Regions from separate parts of the Mus musculus genome. Here regions 1 and 3 are each linked to region 2. Evidence: chromatin contacts called from public Hi-C and promoter capture Hi-C data. All regions are on one chromosome and are shown on one strand. The core of a region is the stretch at or near the end of the contact, and the rest is flanking DNA. Distances in the headings are between cores, read along the strand shown.

Region 1 (2,978 bases), core at 171-2,670, 2.5 Mb before region 2:
TGAGGCGAAGCTCGCAGGTAGATACTGTTACGGTTAGTGTCTCCCTGTTGCTGTTTTTCTTCTTAAGAAAATAATTCTAAATTAAAAGAGACTATAGCTATGAATCGAGGGACAGTCAGTCACATAGGCTGCCTTGTCTTGGTTGTCCCACTGTGAACAGTGGTCTGTGCAAGGACACGCACTGTTACAGGGAGAACTGTACACAGGAGGGAGGACGTGGTGTTTCCTGGTCATCTGGAGCCTGTGGGTTCCTCCCCCTAACTCCAGAAGGGAAATTTGGCTCTTAGATGACATGTTGTCTGGCCATAGAGATGGTATCATTCAGGCCTGTAGCGCTTTGCTGAGACATTGATCTCTGGTTTTCTTCAAGGAAACTCTTCTGGCCCCAGCCCACAATTTTTGAGTATTTGCTGACTGGAGGTGATAAGTTAGAGGGCAAGAGAATGAAAGAGAAATTACAAGTGATAGCTTAGGTGTGTGTGTGTGTGTGTATGTGTGTGTGTGCACGTGTGTGCATGTGTGTACTCTGGTGTGCATCCATCAGTGCATTCACAGAGGCCAGAGGTCAATTCCAAACATCTCCTATCACTTTTTACTTTATTTTTTATTACGTTTGTATTTGCTATTAATTTATTATTACTGTGTGGGTGTGTGATATATGTGTGTGGGCACACACATGGAAGTCTGAGAACAGCTTTGTAGAGTCCATCTCCCTTTCCACCTTTACTTGGGTCCTGGGAACCAAACTCTGGTCATCAGGTGTGTGTAGGAAGTGGTCACTCTGCTTAGCCATTTCTCTGGCCCCTCTGTGAACCTGGTGTTCAGCAATTCAGTAGGCTGACTGGCCAAGGAGCTCCAGGGATCTACGGGTCTCTCTAGTCCCCTGACTTCAGCCCTGGAGATACAGATGTGCCTCCCCCCTCCCCTGCCCTCGCCTGCAGCTGTTACATGTGTGCTGGGGCCTTGGCATGCACAGTTCGGGAACGCTGGAGAGGCCTCGGGACTATTTATAAACACATATGTTCTTTACCATCAACAGGTCTGCAGAGTGTGGATCAGTCTCCTATCTATTTTTAGGAAATTAATGCTCCTGGACCCAGGCAAGGTCTTTTGTTAGCTGGGCACCCAGCCAGAACTGCATTCTTCCTTTCTACTGTTTGACAAACTCTTAGACATCCCCAAGAAGCGCTGGAAAGGGAGTCGCCCTGTTACCTTGTAAGAAAATGTGGGCTGAAGCAGAGAAAAGCGGGTCCCAGGAGTTACGTGTGGTGGTGGGGGGTGGGGGTGGGGGTAGCTGGGCCATCAATGTTTAGGCAGCCGAGGGAGGTTAAGTAAAAATATCTCCTTCCTTCCAGCTGAATGAGCGTGTGTCATATTTCAGCCTGATGTGGTTTGTGAACTTGGAGACCACAGGCAGGCTTAGTTCCTTCTGCCTCTGACTTCCCCTCCCCCTCTTCTTGAGAGACGTGCCTACTTGCTCCTGCCCTGCCTTGGACCACAGGGGCAATTGCAGGGTAGGGGAGAGAAAAGCAGAGGGTGTGGTGGGTGAGGCTAGGCAGCTAAAAGCCTGGGTTGGGGTCCCTGTCTGTGCGCTGACAAAACGAAGGGTAAGGTTTGGTGCCGGCGTGCTTTTTTAATGGACTCCAGCTATCCTAAAACTCACTCTGTAGATCAGGCTGGCCCGGAACTTAGAGAGATCCACTTGCCTCTGCTCCTGAATGCTGGTATTAAAATTGTGTCCCAACATATCTGATCAGTTTTCGGCTTTGTTTTGTTATTTTTTTATTTTTTCTGGTTATTGTCTCTCCTAATCTGGCTTTTTTGAGAAGACTCCAGAAGGGTCTGAGCCATGGAGCCTGGTGGGAAACTGTTATGAGGGAGCCTGGCTGGAGGGAGTGGGCTTCCTTTATTTTGCTAAGTTGGTTAAGCAAAGGGTGTCTCGTTACTTTCCAACCTCAACAGATCTATCATTTGGTTCAAGTACTTATCAAGCAAAAGATATATATATTCCATGTAAGTCAGCCTTGAGGGTGGGGCTCTTGATTTCTCTGTTGTAGAGGCTGTGGCTGTGGCTGGGCTGGGCTGAGTAAATACTAATTAAATTTGCAGGGTGGCTTAGTGGCCTGACTGGGGGATGTGCTTCATCTCTTCATGGGCCTTCCTTCCTCATGGTAACAAGAGCTTGTGATAGAAAATTTGGAAAATGAATTTCTTTTAAAGGATAAAACCAAAACCAACTAAACAAAACCAAAGAACTATCCATAACTGCCACCACTACAAAATTTGGTATGTTTCCTTCCTGTATTTTCCTTCTTAAAAAAGATTTATTTCATTATTTTTATGTGTATATAATTGTTATCTGTCCATTGCCTGTCCATGGAGTAAGTCCATCCTAGTGAGCAATTTTTTAATATGTTCTTTAAAAATTTTTATTTACATTTGTGTGTGTGTGTGTGTGTGTGTGTGTGTACATGCCAAGGCAGGGGAACAGAGGTCAGAAGACAACTTTATGGAATATATTCTCTCCACCCTGGGGGTCATGAGTCTTGCAGTAAATGCTTCCACCCACCGAGCTACTGCTTGCCCCTGAGTTCTTCCTTCATTATTACAAATGGAGCTCCTGGCTCAGTTGTGATGTGTTTTATAGCTTTTGTTACATTTTGCCAAATTGTTACTCAGGAAGAATAACAGTGGTCCCTGTTCCTAGCACACTTGGTGGGGAAATGGTATTCTTGAAGGAGTACTGTAGCTGGGTATCTAAAGTCTAGCTGTTCTAGACTTCTGATCCAGGGACCACTTTCCTAAAACATTAGACTTCAGTTCATTCTCTCAACAAATCTTTTGCACAGCCAAGTATCAGAAAAAGGTAGAGTTGAGATTCTAGGTCAAAGAGCAGAGGGAACCTGGTTCAGTCCTGAGTAGTTTGCCTCTCTAGGCTTTGGTTTCCAGAGTAAAGTTAGGATTTCAACACCAGCTTC
Region 2 (2,862 bases), core at 94-2,593:
TGACAAAGGGCTTTGTAAGAACAACACAGCTGGTAGTTTTGGAAGTCCCATGCAGCCTTCAAGAGAGGCCTTTCAAGCCCGCAGTGAGCTGAGTGCTGCTTCCATGGGCATGCTGGCTCATCACATTGGCTCTGCAACCTGGGGTAGTTCTGAGCCCTATTTACAAGCAAAGACATTAAGTCACAGATGAGCGAAGCATTGCTGAGCTGGTAGGTAGAGTTTGGGTTTGAGGGAGGCACTGACCCCTTGATAAGATCTGGACCCATGAAAACAGAGGGTCAGGACAATGGCCTCTTCTGCCCTGCTTCCTGTGAGGCCACACTCTGGTTTTCCTTCTCCGTCTCCGCTGAATCTTAGGGATGACTTGTCCCTGGCCTTTCTAACTCTGATTGTGGGGTGGGGAGCGAGAGGATCTGAGCTTGGGTACACACCTGGGCCCTGCTGCCTATGCTAAGACGGTTTGGTTTGTGACAGTAGTTTTGCATCTACTCTGCATCATTGGTTGGGGCACCAACTGGCCATTCCTAAGCCATCAAGCACTTGCCTGGCAACAGATCACTGTGGATTTGGTTCTGCCCATTCACAGCTGTGACCCAGCACTCACAGTGGTCCAGACAAGTACAACGGTGCCCCAGATCTTGCCCGGAAAGCAGGTTAATGGGAGGGTCTGGCCAAAGGATGAACCTAGTGAGTCTTCCCTGAGGAGGTGGGACTTGGGTAGAAGCCCCTGGTGTGTGTGTGTGTGTGTGTGTGTGTGTGTGTGTGTGTGTGTGTGTGTGTGTGTGTGTAAGCAGAAGCAACCATGGTGATCAGCACACCTGTGAGGAAACAGTGAGTACAGACGCAGAGCACTGAACCCTGTAATGGTCCTTTGCTAGGTCAGCAAGGCCATATGTGGGTCAGGTGGCTTCTGGTGTTGGCAGATGCCAGAAGCCAGATGTTTAAACCCATGCTAAGAAATATGCTCTTCATATGGTAGGGATCAAGGAGCCATAGGTGCGTGGATTGAAAAATGCCTGGAGTCTCAAGCTGTCTCTGGCATTGGACAAGGACTGAGAGAGGCAGGGCTTGACACTGGCTCTCTCCTACAGTTGGCCCATGGAGGGCCTTTGCCTCTCTCTCTGGCTCCTCTGTTCCTTGGATGTGTGACCTTCACCAGATAACCTACTTCTCTGAACTTAGGCTTTCTTATGTGTACCACTGGCACAACAGGAGTGATTGGTTGAGAACGTGTGGGGGAAACGTGATGTCACACTTTCAAAGCCCTCGGTACATTGCAGGTCTAGCGCTGGTGGATCTGTTCCTGCTCCTTCCCGAGAGCCCCTACACCTGTCAGAGAGGCCGGGCCCCAGGCAGCAGGCAGCCAGCTCGAAGAGTGAGCTTCCGCACCGCGGAGTATTTATAGCTGTGTGCTGTGAGCCGTTGTTGTTTTTCGGTTGCATATATATTTTTACATTCTCCACCGTCGCACATGGTTCCTCGCAGTGGCTGAGAAGCAGCGGGGGTGGAGGGTGGGGCGAATCGATGCCGAGCTCCCCAGCTTCGCAAGTGTAGGAGGTGGCGACAGATGGCCCAGGACATTACCCAGGGACCTGAGAGCTCAGCCTGGGTCACTTCTCTCCCATCTCAGACATGGCTTCCCAAAGCCCTGCCTAGAGTTCAGTCTCCTTTAATGTGATTTCAGGCCCACCACTGCGGTTGGTTCTCTTTGTTCCCCACAGGGAAGCCACTTTCTTTTGTGAACGGTCAGCCTTCAGAGGGAAAGCCAGTTGGACTTAGTTCTATGAGTCTGTGCTGTTTGACCCTGGGTAGGTCCCTTGTTTTCTCTGAACCATGAGATTCCCTAATTCCAACCACGCAACTAAGGGAGAGATTTCATGTAACTTCACCCAGCTGCCTGGAGTTACCTTCCAATCCCCTCTCTTTCTCCACCCAGAGAAGTCAGTCAGGGACCATCTTTCCTGAGAGACTCCAAGGTCAGCTCTCAGTCACTGGTCACCGACCCTCTCCTGGAAGGTCCTGGTGGAGCTTTTGGTCGGTATGAGGACAGTTGTTCCTTCAATACCAAGCTTTGTGTGTCTGACTCGTCCCCATCTGTTCCTGAGTGGCATGGGCATTGTCCCCCACATCTACACCAATGAAACCAGTGCAGGAGGGGACTCAGCTTCTCTCAGATATCAGAGCCATGACTTCAGAATGAGTCCTTTGGTGTCAACCCTGTGCACACCAACCCTCCGCAGTTTCAGGCCCAGTGTCTCCTGACCAATGCTCCACCCTTCCTGTTCATACAGCCCTGCGTTCCCAGACTCTAACTTCCTCCGGGGCCAGCCCCTGGTATCTGAGCCCAGGGTCCCGTTCCCCTTCCTGCCTGGACTCAGGCCCTCAAAGCTGGCTGTACGGTACAACCCTGATCCTGACTGACTGCAGTGGGTGTGGCTGGCCAGCTAGGGCACTGTTTCTAGGCAACAGCCTGGCAAAGAAGCTGGAAATCTCCTTGAGGGGAAAGACAAGGGGGCTTTTCCTTGGGAGCTAGAGATAGAGGGACGGAAGGAGGGAGGGAGGGAGGGAGGGAGGGAGGAAGGAAGGGAGGGGGAAGGGCAACCTCATCTGATCTCACACCCCACTCTCCATGCCCTCACCCCTCACCCACTCTTCCACCCATTGGTTCCCGGCCTGAGGTACAGGTGTGCCTCTCGCCCGAGACATCTCAGGTTCCCCAACCTGGCACGGATGCTCAGCACCTGGGCTTTTCTCTCCTGGTGCTGATTTGTTTGCAGTGCTTCCTTCTTCTGTGGGGACAGAGCCCATGAGCTCTTGGGACAAGCAAAACTTCAAGGAGCCACCTCAGATCCTGCCTCTATC
Region 3 (2,700 bases), core at 102-2,601, 2.3 Mb before region 2:
TTTTCACATTTCCTTCTTGTACCTAAGCTATCATTAGTACACTCTGGTATGGAAACAGACAAGATGATTCACTGGGTAAAGACATGGGCCTACATGTCTCATGTCCTGGCTCCAATCTCCAGGAATCGTGTGGTAAACAAATGAAAAAGATTCTTGAGAGTTGTCCTCTGGCTTCCACACATGCTGTGGCACGCACATATCACACACACAAAATAAATAAGAAAAAAACTTAAAAGACAGTCTAGAATGGTTAGGCATCGTGGTTCATGCCTATGATCCTAACGTTTTGGGGGGGCAGGTATGCAGAAGCAGGAGGGTCACCCTAAGCTCGAGGTTAATCAGAGCTCTGTGGGAAGACCCTGTCTCAGAACAAACAAGTTGAGAAAAGACACTGCATTGATAGAGCTTGCTCCCCTGAGGCCTGCTGCTTACTTCCCATGTACCACCCCCCCTCCCCCCCGCCCCTCTAGGTGAGTATCTCTGCAACGGCCAGCAGCAGAGAAGTGATGGTTAGCACTTGCCTCTAGCCATGGAAAGATGGAAAGAACATCATGGCAAACTTAGAACTATCCTCAGGAAGCAGAGGAAACTGCGGCTGGCCATGTTTGATGTGCAGTGGATTAGGCTAGCCCACTCATTGTGCAGTGGACCAGGCTAGCCCAGATGCCTGTCCTGTTCTCCTACGAACTCTTCCAGGACCAGTTTCTTTCTGAGGATGTTTCCCAGGCTGCAAGCTCCTTTGGAAAGTCACCAGAGTCCCCCCAAAAGGACCTCTTGGATCATACTGTCTGTGACTACCCAGGGGTGACATCAGTTATAAAGCACAGCCTTCCCAAATGAATGCTTGGGATGCTCTCAAATGTCACAAGAAGAAGGGGGGAATGGCTACGAGCTTACTTATGTTCGCTTCGGGCAGCTGTGTTTTGCAGGCCCTCTGTGGGGTGTTTTCTGCAGTCCTGAGGGAAAAAGGCTTTGACTTATTCCAGCACAAAACAGCTATTTATAGCCACCAAGCGTGGGAAATGCTGGGCGTGGGACACTTGGTCGACAACCCAGTAAGAATCAGGCTTACAGAAACAGGCCACAGAGACCTGGAGAACACTTGGCAAAGCCTGTGGCCACATGGACTCTGGCCACCCACAGGCATGGACTAGGTACCTTGGAACAAGTTGCAGAGCTGTCCTGACCTCAAATCCCAATGTGTAAAAGAACAGAAATTCCTGCCACATGTGGTTTAAGTAAAGAACAAATGAGATAGTGTAAAAAGAGGATGTTCAGTAATGTCGTGGGTGCTCCGTCTCCATGACTTCTGAGCCCACGGCTTCTCCATTCCTGGATTCAGCCACCCCCCCAGAGCAAATATATTACAAACACCAGAATCACACTGCAGCCACATGTGCAACGATAGCCCCTCTGTAGTGAGCATGGACCAATTTTTTTTTTTTAACCAGGATTTCCTAGACAATACATTTAGTCTCTTAACCCTTTCCTTGTGTTAGGAGTCAAAAGTAAGCTTAAATTATGATTTAAGTAAACAGGGGTGAGGGAAATGCTCAACTTCTGTGGCTGTTTGCCATCTCATCTAAGGGACTGACACACCCACTACTGTTGGCATTCCAGGGAATCCTGGAACCATGGATCTGTGACTGTTGCTGTTATCTACAGTCGATAGGTGAGAAGACTGAGCGGGGGTGGGAGAGGAAGTAGGGAGAGTGACCTTCTCTGACCCCATCTGTTACACAGGTTGATTCTTAGAACCGTGACAGCATTCGCTCCACACACACCCCACCCCCACTCCCCATAGATAAGTACGTTAGCCAGGAAGCAGAAGAACATCTGAGACCCTCAAGCTAGAGTTATAGGCACTTAGGGAACTGAACCCAGGGCCTCCGTATGAGCAGCAAGTGCTCTTAATTGCTGAGACATCTCTCCAGCCTCATCTTTTTACTTAAAAAAAAAAATGTCTTATCTATTCATGTGTGTGTGTGTGTGTGTATGCATGCACACGTGCACGCCCCCCACCCCCAGGTCAGAAGTCAACAGCATCTTCTTCAATTCCAGCATCTTCTTCAATTGCTCTCTGAAGGGCTGGCTCGATAGCAGGCCTGAGCATAGCAAACATGGTGTCTACAGGCTTTTACTTTTCTCTCTCCCTAAAACTGTTAGATTACATTCCTAAAGCTACCCTGGATGAGACAGGCTGACTCCATGACCGGCTTCAAATTGGCAGTTCAGGAGATTAGGCCTAAAAGCCCAGGCTTCAGGCAGCTAGTCAGAAACTGCCCTGCCATCAGAAACTGCCCCACCACCTGACCTGAAGCAAGGGCAATGGGTCAGCAGTTTCCAGGTGGCCTCCACACCCCGGTAATGGAATGTCCTCAGAGATAGCGTAAAACACTTACCCTGGGATTCTCCTAGGGTGCTTTAAATCAGGCCTGCATGCTCACTTCAGAGTCTCTATCTTGGTAATAGGAGACTCCAGCAGGCAGGACTTCTGCAGAATAAAACCCTCTTTGCGTTTATACACTATTTGAGTTCAGTTCATTCCTGAGACAAAACACTAAGGACCAGCAATCAAAATTCATTATTTGGCTAACATGTTCAATCAAGACTTAGCAACTCTCCCTATCACAGACTCCTTTTCTCCTTAAAAAGCCACGAAAAAGCACCTGCTGCTGCTTGGCCATGCCTTTGCCTAAT

The links. Promoter capture Hi-C pulls out the DNA fragments that hold promoters and counts their contacts. Hi-C and Micro-C count contacts between places; a contact is called where the count stands out from the background.
Region 1: a contact with region 2 is called in a Hi-C map of B cells, with 7 read pairs. The contact joins two enhancer-like sites. A contact is called at or near these places in 1 of 484 Hi-C or Micro-C datasets (B cells) and 2 of 115 datasets of contacts at active chromatin or transcription factors (embryonic stem cells and large pre-B cells).
Region 3: a promoter capture Hi-C map of pre-B cells shows a contact between it and region 2, with 4 times the contacts expected there. The contact joins two enhancer-like sites. A contact is called at or near these places in 1 of 39 promoter capture datasets (pre-B cells) and 1 of 115 datasets of contacts at active chromatin or transcription factors (large pre-B cells).

Annotation. Positions count from the first base shown.
Region 1 is chr2:35,258,486-35,261,463 of GRCm38.p6, forward strand. It overlaps a transcript of Gsn not described here. Among named protein-coding and RNA genes, the nearest start is that of Gm39795, 14 kb to the right of the region's middle. Within about 2 kb of position 1,421, at least 86 of the 459 cell types and tissues checked have an H3K27ac peak or open chromatin away from gene starts, as enhancers often do. A contact at or near this core is called in B cells, where this site is marked.
Region 2 is chr2:37,763,863-37,766,724 of GRCm38.p6, forward strand. No RefSeq gene overlaps it. Among named protein-coding and RNA genes, the nearest start is that of Crb2, 11 kb to the right of the region's middle. Within about 2 kb of position 1,344, at least 89 of the 459 cell types and tissues checked have an H3K27ac peak or open chromatin away from gene starts, as enhancers often do. A contact at or near this core is called in B cells and pre-B cells, where this site is marked.
Region 3 is chr2:35,507,765-35,510,464 of GRCm38.p6, forward strand. No RefSeq gene overlaps it. Among named protein-coding and RNA genes, the nearest start is that of Gm35260, 4.3 kb to the left of the region's middle. Within about 2 kb of position 1,352, at least 105 of the 459 cell types and tissues checked have an H3K27ac peak or open chromatin away from gene starts, as enhancers often do. A contact at or near this core is called in pre-B cells, where this site is marked.